2 separate regions of the Sus scrofa genome follow, and region 1 is linked to region 2. The links are chromatin contacts, called in public HiChIP or PLAC-seq maps. All regions are on one chromosome and are shown on one strand. Each heading gives the region's core, a stretch centred on a gene start, on an enhancer-like site or on the middle of the called end of the contact. The rest is flanking DNA. Distances are from core to core; before and after follow the strand shown. Region 1 overlaps LOC110261623 (a long non-coding RNA gene). Region 2 overlaps RAD51B (DNA repair protein RAD51 homolog 2).

The links. HiChIP or PLAC-seq counts read pairs in DNA pulled down with a chosen protein or histone mark.
Region 1: an H3K27ac HiChIP or PLAC-seq map of skeletal muscle shows a contact between it and region 2. The contact joins two enhancer-like sites. A contact is called at or near these places in 5 of 47 Hi-C or Micro-C datasets (embryonic fibroblasts, epiblast stem cells, heart right ventricle and 1 more) and 1 of 2 datasets of contacts at active chromatin or transcription factors (skeletal muscle).

The regions. Positions count from the first base shown.
Region 1 is chr7:92,340,998-92,346,749 of Sscrofa11.1, reverse strand. LOC110261623 (a long non-coding RNA gene) reads left to right here. Exons shown (of 3, transcript XR_002345986.1): 3 at 1-996. Among named protein-coding and RNA genes, the nearest start is that of ZFP36L1, 150 kb to the left of the region's middle. Within about 2 kb of position 3,544, at least 3 of the 83 cell types and tissues checked have an H3K27ac peak or open chromatin away from gene starts, as enhancers often do. A contact at or near this core is called in skeletal muscle, where this site is marked.
Region 2 is chr7:92,252,629-92,258,383 of Sscrofa11.1, reverse strand. The region is part of intron 11 of RAD51B (DNA repair protein RAD51 homolog 2); the gene reads right to left. Among named protein-coding and RNA genes, the nearest start is that of ZFP36L1, 240 kb to the left of the region's middle. Within about 2 kb of position 2,208, at least 2 of the 83 cell types and tissues checked have an H3K27ac peak or open chromatin away from gene starts, as enhancers often do. A contact at or near this core is called in skeletal muscle, where this site is marked.

The DNA.
Region 1 (5,752 bases), core at 2,295-4,794, 87 kb before region 2:
CAGGCCTTGCTTCTAGAACTTTCCTTTGAACTGGAAAAGCAGGAAAGACAAGAGGAGCCTGGGAGGCAGAGGGCAGGAGTATCGGGGAGGAAAAAAAGGCGAGAAAGAAGGAGAAAGGAAAGCAAGAGCGAGGCGGCCTCTGGAGAGACATCAGGAAAATGTCAAGGTCTCAGCATCTGGAAAACAGACCAGGGGCTATATTTAGACTGCCATGACTTGCAATAATTTGTGCGAGGGGGGGAAAAGGAAAATGCGAAGTTGGCGGGGAGGGAATGAGTTATAAGCAAAGAGGGGCTTGATGGGGAGAGCAGTGCCCAAAGCCTCAGTGCGTGGCCCTTAGGAAAGGGCATCTCAACGGTGTGGATTGTCCTGTGTGAGCCATGGTGTTTACAGAGCCGAATCCAGCTCATGCCCTTGTCCCCTGATGGGTCCTGTGCTCCCCACTGATAACATGGGTGCATTCCCGGATGTGCCAGGGGACCCTAGGCCATGGCACCGAGATGTGTCAATGAGGAGGCAGGGGGTTTTCTGGAGAGTGAGGGCCAACGCAGGGGCTCTGCATGGGGGCTCAGAGCTACATGAGCAGCCCTCTGTAAATCCTAGGAATTTGTATATATTGCTGAGGCCTTTCTCCAGCTGGATTATAAATAGAGGATTAGTTCAAAGGCAGGCAGCCTTTTAAAGAGATGGTGCCAAACGGAGCCTGCAAACCAAATACAGTAAAACCTCCTTAAGCCCCTGCTGCTTTATCTGAAATAGCATATACGTCAAAGTAACATCATTTCCCTGGGTGATGAGGTGCCCTACAGTCCTTTAGGAAAAAGTCTAGAGGGTTCAAATGGAACTATAGTAAAACCTCAGTTATCTAGAAAGCACTGTATCATTCTGGATAGTGGAGATTTCCAGCAGGCTAAAGGTTTGCCGTTTGCGACATCACTTTTTTTTTTTTGGTCTTTTTAGGGTCACACCTGTGGTATAGGGAAGTTCCCAGGTTAGGGGTCGAATTAGAGCTGCAGCTGCCAACCTATGGCCACAGCCACAGCAACTCGGGATCTGAGCCACATCTGCATCACAGCTCACAGCAATGCCGGATCCTTTAACCCACTGAGTGAGGCCAGGGATCGAACCCGCATCCTCATGAATCCTAGCTGGATTCTTAACCCGCTGAGCCACAATGGGAGCTCCCAGCAACATCACATTTAAAATGCAATAATTTTTGATGGCAATCTTTCTAGAAAACAGTCGCATACTTCCCAGGGTTTAAGATAGAAGATACTGATTTTAATTGAACATTGTGGTTCTGTTTAGAGTAATTTTTATAAACTTTAGGCCCTGTGCTGCTTTTCCAGTAGGTCCCAAACCTTTGCGATATGTGTGGCCCTATCACGGTGCTTTTGGGAGAGGTTCCTGGGTTTTCTTTTTATCAGGGAGCGTATCACTTTACCTGTAGTGACCTCATGGCCTAACTTCTTTTAGCCTGTTCTGGGTTAAGAAACCAGACATGCAAACTCGTTAAAATTCTGTGTAAACAAAAAGTAAATAGAATAGGAGTGAGGAATTCAGCCTTTTCTATTCCTACGGGATTCAGTCTTTCTGAGAGGGTAAGAGTTCATCTAGTCCTCTGGGGACAGTTGCTTTGAATTATATGCTGCTTTAAATAAACCAATATGCGCCTATGCAGATAATTCTGGCCACTTAGATGTCACTTGGCTCATCTCCAGATTCTGGTCTGATTTTAGATAGTGAGGTGTCTGGGTAGTTGTGTTTTGGGTAGATGAAGCCTTACTCTCCTTTGAACCCTATGTTCTCAAGGCCCTTGCATTTGAGGTTGGGTTTTTTGCCTGCATCTACATGAGGCTGGTAGTGTGATTAAAGCCAGCACAGAAGAAAAGGCCATGAACCCACTTGTTCATGAATGTCTTATTTTCTATGTGCTGGAAGAGGATGGGGGTTTCTGGGCAGGATGCTGAGCAGAAGAGCCACATGTAACAAAGAATGGGAGGATAGTGACTCAGAGGAATTGAGTTGGGTATTGGTTCTGGGTAGAAACTGGATATTCAGAATAGATGCAAACAGGCCAAGCCAACCAGGGAAGTCCTTAAAGTCCTTGGATGGTTTCTGGTATCTTCTGGTTACCGCTTAATCCGAAGATACCGGAAAGTCTTCAAATAGCTAATCTCCCATCAGCCAAGCTTGATGGTGAAATTAGGCTCCACCAGGGGTAGTGACCTTCTATTCTTCCAGGCCAACAGGCCAAAGGAGACTCTCAGAGGCCCTGTGGGTCAGGCTACCACCTCCAGGGAGCCCTGTGTCAAAGCACCTTGAGGCAGGAGGAGTCCCAGATAATTTCAAAGACTGTCCTGAGTGGTGCGATTACATTTTTCTTCCGTAGAAGAGCTCAGGATCAGACTTATTTTATTTTCATTTCAGTGTCAGATTAAAAGACAGTTGGTGGGAGTTCCTGCTGTGGCTCGGGGAGTTATGACCCCAACTAGGATCCATGAGGATGAAGGTTCAATCTCTAGCCTTGTTCCATGGGTTAAGGATCTGGTGTAGTCATGAGCTACGGTATAGGTCTCAGACGTGGCTTGGATCCCACTTTGCTGTGTCTGTGATGTAGGCTGGCAACTGCAGCTCTGATTTGATCCCAAAGCTGGGAACTTCCATATACTATAGGTGTAGCCCTAAAAAGCGGAAAAAAAAAAAAAAAAAAGACAATTGGTCCCTTTGCTGAAGAGCTGAAGATGCTTCTCACAGCCAGTTTGCCCACATGCCTATCTGAGGAAATCTGCCCTAAACAGCCATGTTCTACACACATGACTCATCTCCCCTCCTCACATGATTGGAACAGGGTTGGGGGTCCACTTATGGGGGACCCACCAATGATGACCAACGACTGGGGTGGCCTGGCTCAAAAAGATGGGCTGGGATAAATAAATCCTTTCAGGGGCATCTAAACTGGGAAGAGGAAAAATTGGGCCAATGGACAATGGTCACGGGTGTTGAAAGTGTAGCTATGGAGTGGGGGCCAAGATGTCTGGCTGGAAGCTGACCTTCCTGCCGTGAAGTGGAAAGTGGGAGTAAGAAGAGGAGAGCAGAGGTTTGGGGAATATGCAGAACATGAAGTTGCTAAGAGAGCATTGGCCGAGCTCCCCACAGCCTTCTGTCCCCGGGAGTCCTGGTTACACTTGTGTTTCTGGCTGTGGATTTCTGGGATCTAGTTAGAATAGGTCTCTTCTTTGCACCCAAAAGTACTTCATCTGAGACTGTCACAATCTCTTTCAAACATTTGCTCAAATGCCAGGAGCTTGAGGCTCGATCCATCTTAAATGCCCTTCTCTAACCTGAGGAATTCCATGTCTGTGAGTTTTCCTCAGAGGATCCATTTTCCAAGGCTTTAGTCCTTATGTTGTTTTTCTCTGATTCCTTCTAAAGATTTCCAAATTCTTCAGGTCCCATTGCTTTGACTGGTGCCAGGGTTGCCCCTGGGGATGGCCAGGACCGGCCTGAGTGCACCCTGCGCTCCTGGTCATCCACCTAGGACTGACTCTGCTTGATTTCCTAACGTCAGAGCTGCCTGGCTGAGTGATGTGCAGATCTGATTACCCACCATCCCCAAGCTGCCAGCAACATCACTGTCACAAAATGTCAGTGCGAGAAGCGGCTTGGCAGCTCTCTAGCCTAACCCTGCCATGTTAGTAATGAGGAAACTGAGTCCCAAAGAGGCTGCGTAACTTGCATAAGGTCAGGCAGAATTGCATAACCTGCTTTTCTCTGTGTGTGTGAGTGTGTGTGTGCCTTTGCCAAAAGTGAGTTTAATCCCACCAGTTTAAAAAATTCTTCATGCTCAAGCTCCAGAGGGCATTATTTGTTATCCTTGGTGACAGATAGAAATGAGGGTGCAGAATTTTCACAAGACTCTGTGAGTGCCCATGGTAGAAGGAACCCCCAAATATCCCACTAATACTCTTCTTTTATAGGAATGGTCTCCGAAATAGGGTATGTGCAAGCTGATTTTTTGGAGTAAGGGGAAGAGACCAGAATGTTTATTTTTGAAAATTTTAATTTATTGTATTTTACAATGTATATTGTATATATACTATGCAAAGTACAGTGCAAAACACCACAAATATATGTATTTATATATATATGTGTGTGTGTGTATATTTGTATATATTTGGGGGGTCCCCAATATTTTTTATTAATAGGCATGTGCAATCAAGACTTTAACACAGAGTTCAAGTTCAGAGTTGCTGTTCACAAAAGTACCTTATGATATAATGTGGTGGGGATCGTATGTATTCACCTTAGTTCTGCCTTATGTAATTCTAAAGGCTAACAAACGGTACTTGCACTTCAAATGGAAAACTATAAAAATAAAAATGGCACAAGAACCTTAATCAGTTCTACAAAGTACATTAAATAAAATTAATCAATCATTCTTGCTTTTTCTTTTTTTAAAAAAATCTCTTAGTGTGAACATGCTTCTTTTTTCAATTTTTTTTTTTCCTCTTAGTGCCACACCTGTGGCACATGGACGTTCCCAGGCTAGAGGTCAAATCAGAGCTGCAGCTGCTGGCCTACGCCGCAACCACAGAAACCCGGGACCTGAGCTGCATCTGCAAACTACGCCGAAGCTTGTGGCAACGCAGCATCAAATCCACATCCTCACGGATACTAGTCAGGTTCTTAACCTGCTGAGCCACAGCAGGAACTCTGCAAATGCTTCTTATCTTAAATCAAAAGCCAAAGCTATTCTTTTTTTATTATTATGTATTCAGCGCCTTATTTTTTCAATTTAATTTAATTTTTATTTTACATTAGTGTATATTTGATTTGTGTTACTTTCAGGTGTACAGCAAAGTGATTCAGTTATACATATATCCCAAGGCTATTATTCTTAATGGCAAAACATTAGCAGTAGTCTCATTTAAAGTGGAAATAAAATAAGGATGTCAGCTATTACTCTTACTATATAGGTTTAATACATCACAATCATTTTGAAGTTTTTTCCAATGCAATAAGACAGGATAACAGCAATAAGAGGTAAAAGTCTTGGAAAGGAGATGAAGAAAATTAAGATTCAGTAAAACTAAGGAATGTAAAACACATAAATAAAAACCAACCAGTGAAGCAAATTATGTCAATTTCCTCCAGTGATTTGAGAATAAGTTAAAGTTCCTTTGTCTTTAGAATTTTAATGCTGGAAGAAATTTTTTTTTTTTTTTTTTTTTTTTTTTTGCCATTTCTTGGGCCACTTCCGAGGCATGTGGAGGTTCCTAGGCTAGGGGTCGAGTCGGAGCTATAGACACTGGCCTATGCCAGAGCCACAGCAACGCGGGATCCGAGCCGCGTCTGCGACCTACACCACAGCTCATGGCAACGCCAGATCCTTAACCCACTGAGCAAGGCCAGGGATCAAACCCACAACCTCATGGTTCCTAGTCAGATTCGTTAACCACTGAGCCATGACAGGAACTCCCTGGAAGAAATCTTAAGTATGTCCCTGACCTGCAGAAGGTGCTCAGCAAATATTTGACTACATGAATGATTAAATGACATGAGGTCCCTTTTTTTAAAAAGTGGGTCTTTCTTTAAGAATAAGACTAAGAGGTACCACAAATCATTGAGAAGGGGAGGATTTTATTCAGCAAATAAAGCCGAAACAAATTAGAAATTTGAGAGAAAAATTAAGTTAGAAACCCACTGCATATAATTTCCAAATAAACTCCAAATGGTTTAAAGAGTTAAA
Region 2 (5,755 bases), core at 959-3,458:
TTCCTTCAATAACCCTGGGAAGGCTGTAAATGGCCTGTGCGCTGGGGTCACTTAGAGAGGAAGGCGGATGTATTCGTAAGTGTTGCTTATTCCAAACTGGCCCTTGTAGGGTGTCAAGGGCTTTCAGAGGGAGGAAAAGGGAAAACCAGAGGCTTTCTGGGAACAAGGGGACAAAGATATTCAGGGACTATCCAAATCACTCATGTGGTCTGATTCTATGAAAAGCAGCTTCAGAGCTGTTCGGCGAGGCAGGGGGCAGCTATGAGAACAAAGGTGGTAGCCCATGTTCATGGAACCTTTACTACTTCCAGGACTGCTCAGAACCTTGTGCATATAATGTCATTTAATCCTCTAGATAATCTTTGGAATTGGGTATTATTGTCCTCCTTTTCCAGAGGAGGAAACCCAGGTACAGAGAAAGCAGGTGTGTAGCCTTCTCAAGTTTGCCCAGGGAGATTAGACAAGTGACAATGACCCAGGCAGGGTGAGACCAAAGCCAGTGCTTTTAAGTTCCATGCTGGGCTGCCTCTGAGGAGAAGCTGAGCTCCCCTCCTCAGGATATGGCATATAGGAGTGATGTCTGCCATCTAGCCTCACAGCCTGTCCCCCACACAGGAGAAGGTCCTTCTAGCACCTGCACTGGCGGCAGAAGGTCACAAGGTCACTCTAATCACTGTCCCAGCAGTGTTTCTACATGGAGCCCTGCAGTGCTGATCCCTGTGCAGTCACATTTGGAACTACCCTTCCTCCACCCAGCTCCCTGGGCCCAAGCCCACGTCCACCTGGTTTATATTTGTGTCTCAGTCTGTACCCTCACACTCCTGGTCTTTACTTCCTCCTTGTCACTGCCCCATGTGGCCTGGGCAGTGTGTTGCAGAGTAGAAGCCCCAAGTAAGCCAGCCTGACCAAGGATTAAGCCACATTTCTCCAAGGGTGGCTGCTAGATGACCAGCACTGGAATACTCTAGGTTGCTTCAAGAATGCAGATTCCAAGGCTCTGCCAGAAATCTCAATAAGATTCCCAGCAATGGGGCTGGAAATTTTTTTTTTTTTTTTGGTCCTGCACCCGTAGCATGCAGAAGGAAGTTCCTGGGCCAGGGAATCTGCGCCACAGTAGCGACGCGAGCCACTGCAATCACAATGCTGTATCCTCGACCGGCTGAATCACCAGGGAACTCTGAAATCTGCATTTTTAACAAGCTCACCAATGGATTCTAAGGCTCCCAAAGTTTGAGGCCCACAGTTTAGGCTTTCTGTAATTAGGATGTATTGATCATGAGCAGAACATGGCCATAGAGAGAGCAGGCAGTGTCAGGCTGGACTCTGCCTCACGTCCATCAGAGGCTGCGGAGCCGGTGGGCCCTGTGCAAAGAGCTCCGAGTTCATCTGGGTATAGGCACGGGGGTTTTCAAGTGCAGAAGCTGGGGTGAGAGGGAGTGAGGAGCGGTGAAGGAAGGTGGAGGAGGCTGCACGATATCTCTGCCAGTGCATTTGCATGTCCCGGAGAGGCGAAGGCCTGGCCAAAACCGCCCAGCAAAGGTTCCAAGCAGAATGGCTCCAGAACCCCATTTTAAAAGGCATTCCTGAGTGCCTGGCCATTTCCTTTTGGATGATCCCAGAAAGCAGGATGGAAAGGAAATCAGGCCCCAGGGCTCTGAGAAGGGAAGTCAGGCAGCCTTGGAAGTGGCGAGAGCAGGGGGAGGCCCAGGTAGGCCACCTGGGGCAGAGGCTGCGCCCCTTCCAAGGTCACTTTCAAAGGCACAGGAGGGAGGCAGCTCCCAAGAAACCCCCGAGTCCTCAGTTCATTAATGAAAGATATCTTGGGCAGGCCACAGGGTCCAGAACGTGAGATTAAGCCTTTAGTTTGGAGTTTGAGAAAATGAAAAAAAAAAAAATCCTTTATAAAACTGGAAAAGGAAGAGTTTTTCCTCAACTCACCAACAACTCCAAAACGACCGAACACAAAGTGCTTTAAACTTGGCATGTAGGAGGACCTCCGTGAAAATAATTTCTCAGCTCATTTGGAGGGAAAATGGTGCTATTTTGGGGACCACCTATAACAGCTGGGCATGCTCTGTGCAAGTCACTCAAGTGAAAATGTGACTGTTAGTCAAAAAAGTGGGACAAGGAGGAGCTAGAGAAGGGAGATGGCGTGAGTGTGGGGAAGCTCCGGTGCACAGAGGCCAGCTGCTTCTTCCAGAAATAGTTGTGCCCATCTCTGCGTCCAGGTTTTCTCAGAGGAGTAGGAGGGAACGCAACAGGGCCAGCAGGGTGGCTGCTCTGTGGCACTGGGGCCACCCCACTGGACAGACAGCGCCTCTGTCCATCCCACATGCCCGAGTCCTTCTCAGAGTCCAGCCTGGACCAACACAGCCCTTTCCCACCATCTCTTCAGTGGGAAAACCACAGGGAACAGCTTAGCTTCAGTCTTCTTCTCCAGATCAAAAAAATGAGGGCATTGCTCAGAACGGTCCCTATGATTTGTATTTATATAGTGCCATAGATAAATAGTCATATATATTTACTTACATTGTGTCATAAAGCACATATACCTATCATTTGTATTTTTATAATGCCATACATACGTATGACACTATAGAATACAAATAGACAGTATTCATATAAATTATAAATACCTATTATAGGTATTTATATGTGTACGTATGTCAATATAATATGCATATATATGTGTGTAGATATTTATGTGTATATATAAACACCATATATAAAGACAAATCACATATACAGATATGTATGTACACACACACACAGGGCCTGAGTTACCTAAGGCTTTCCAAAAAAAACCATGGGCAATAAACCTTTGATTCCTATTGTGGGTTCAATTGTGTCCCCCAAACGCTACAGTGCAGTCTTAACCTGTGACTATAAGCCTTCTTTGCAAATAGGGTCTTTGCCGATGTACCTATGTTAGGATGAGCTCCTACTAGGGCAGGGTGGACCCTTATTCCAACATGACTGGTGTCCTTATAAGAAGGGTAGTGACATAGAGACTGACATACACAGGGAAGAGGCCATGTGGAGATGGAGGCAGACTTTGGAGTGATGCATCTACAAACCAAGGAACTATAAGGACATTCAGCAACCACCTAAAGCTAGGAAAGCAAAGGAGTCTCCTCTCCTAGAGCCTTCAGGCACCCCAGTCTCAGCTTCTAGCCTCCAGAACCATGAGAGAATCCATTTCCATCATTTTAAGCCACCCAGTTAAGCACCAGTGTGTGGTACTTGCTGAGGGAGGCCCTGGGAAGCTAACAGGATGCCCACTGCAGAATGGAAGGGAAGCAAAGCCTTTGTATTCAATAGGTTTTGCATCTGCAGAGCCTGCAGTTCTCAGAACTCCATCCCTGGCTCTCTCTCTCTCTCTCTCTCTCTCTCTCTCTCAGGGGAAGGGGTAGGATGGAGATATTTAACCGTTTCCAACCAAACCCAACATCTGACAGGTTATGAAGGCACTCACAGCCGGCCCCCACCCCCGTCCCCCCATCCCCACCCCACACCCCTCCATGGTGTCGGCTGATGGCAAAGTGCACGTGGCCACCATCCTAAGCCCAAGCTTGGTCATCTGGAAACAGGGAAATGAGAGAGGACAACACTCCACAGCCTTTCTCTCCTTGCCCCACTCCCTCCCGGCACCAGGACAGCTTTTTTGAGAGCTTTGAGCTCTCAAGGGCTGGTGGAGATTTATGGTTAGTATGCCTCTAGATCAGAGCTCCTGCTGTTAGAGAGTGTTCTCTTTTCACTTTAATGATATACAGGAATTCTTCCCCCCCCAACCCCAAAACAGCCACACATCTTTTTAAAATTTGCACCTTTTTTTTTTTTTTTTTTCAGACTGGTTTCCTATGGTGAAGGAGAGGCTAGGAAATGCCCAATAAATCATCTGTCTGTCCTCACTCAATTGAGAGGCAGGAAATGCTGAGAACAGTCCCCTTGCCTTTGCCACTTTGCCTATAATAAGAGCTATCAGGACCCTTTGCAGGGCATCCCCTCTGACAGGAGGAGTCATTCTTCAAGCCCACGGGACTTGTTTCTAGGGACCAGAACCAAAGGCGGCAGGCAGGTTTGGGAGGCTGACTGCCTCCGCTACCAGCCCCTTCCACCAGTAACCTGGCCCTGGGCTGGTCCTGGGAAGTCCATTCAATCAGCCGTGGTTTAAGGGGCTCCATGTACATGTCATGGTATTTGTCTGTGCAGGACCAAAGGACTTGTAATCCCTGGTCCTTGTTTACAGTATAGATGGTGCAACAGCTAAGTCAAGATGCTGACCCCCCATACAAGGGGGTTTATGGGAAACATCCAAGGATGGGGGGGTGGGGGGGACTGAGGATGCTAGCAGGGTCCCCCAGCAAAGGCTTCTTGGAAGAGATGAAGAAGGCTCTGGGAGGAGGTTGGAAGACCAGGTAGGGTTTAGGAGCTTGGGTAGAGGCAGGGGTGCTGCTCTGAAGATGCTGGAGCGCCTGAGAATGGCCTGGAAGGGGAGGCAGGAAGGCACAGGGGCTCCTCCTCGGGAAGTGGTGAGGAAGCTGGGGTGTGTGAAGAGGTCAGGTGGGGACAGGAAACAAGCCGGAAGGTGAGCAGAGGGGGCTGGGGGCTTCTCAAGAGCCTGGCTGAGGATGGCAGGTGATGGGGGGGACAGACTGAACTTGTGCCTGGAACCTACGTAAACCGGTTGCCTCTCCTTGTCCTTTTTTTTTTTTTTTTTTTTTTTTTTTTTTAAGGGCTGCTCCTGCGGCATATGGAGGTTCCCAGGCTAGAGGTCTAATCGGAGCTGTAGCTGCCAGCCTATACCACAGTCACAGCAACGCTGGATCCGAGCTGCTTCTGCGACCAACACCACAGCTCACGGCAATGCTGGATCCTTAGCCCACTGGGCAAGGCCAGGGATTGAACCTGCATCCTGATGGATACTAGTTGGTTCTTAATCCACTGAGCCACAACGGGAACTCTGGTGGCCTCCCCTTGGACATGGACTCACATTCAGAGAGAGGCCTGTCAGGCCTGCCCTGGGCTCCCCTGCAGGCTTCCTCGAGGCTGTGCATTTCAGGGCAGACCTTCCCTCAAACCCCCTGGGATGTTTCCCGTGCCGTTCCTCACACTAGAGTCACCCCTCAGCCACTCCCTGTTTCGCTACTGGCCACCTGCCCTCTCAGGTGTCCCCACCCCCACCCGGGCATCCCCTCCCTGCTGTGGGCTCCCTCCACCGGCTCCTCCTTCCCTCCTCACCAGGCCCCTGCCACTCAGGAAAGGGGGTGGGGGGCGTCTCTCCTTGCAGAATTAGAGGCGTCCTCTGCTGGGCCCTCTGGCTGTCCTGGGCCCCATCCTCCATCTGGCTCTGGCTTTTAGGGACAACTCAGGAGGGAGCAGGTTGCTCTGCAGGGTGGGTGTGGACAGGAGGACAGCTGGAAGGCTGTTGGTTCCTGGGGTGGGCCTGAGCAAGGCCTTGGGGAGAAGAGACCCCGAAAGGAAGATAGGAGAGGCAGCCCCAAAGGTGGCTCTTTCCTGTTTGAGGTCTGTCCCCTTTATCTGCCTGAGATCCATAAACCTGTGTCTGTGTCGTTCAGCACAGCTTCTCCCGGAAGGTTCCAGATACAAGATGGACACTCGGTGTATCACAACTGCATAAGTGAAGTCAAGGGCAAAGGGCTGAGCAGGTCAATGAGTCATTCAGCAGTGCCCCCCACAAAGTGAAAGGACCCTCCACCACCCCATGGCTCCCTCCAAATAGGACAACTTGACG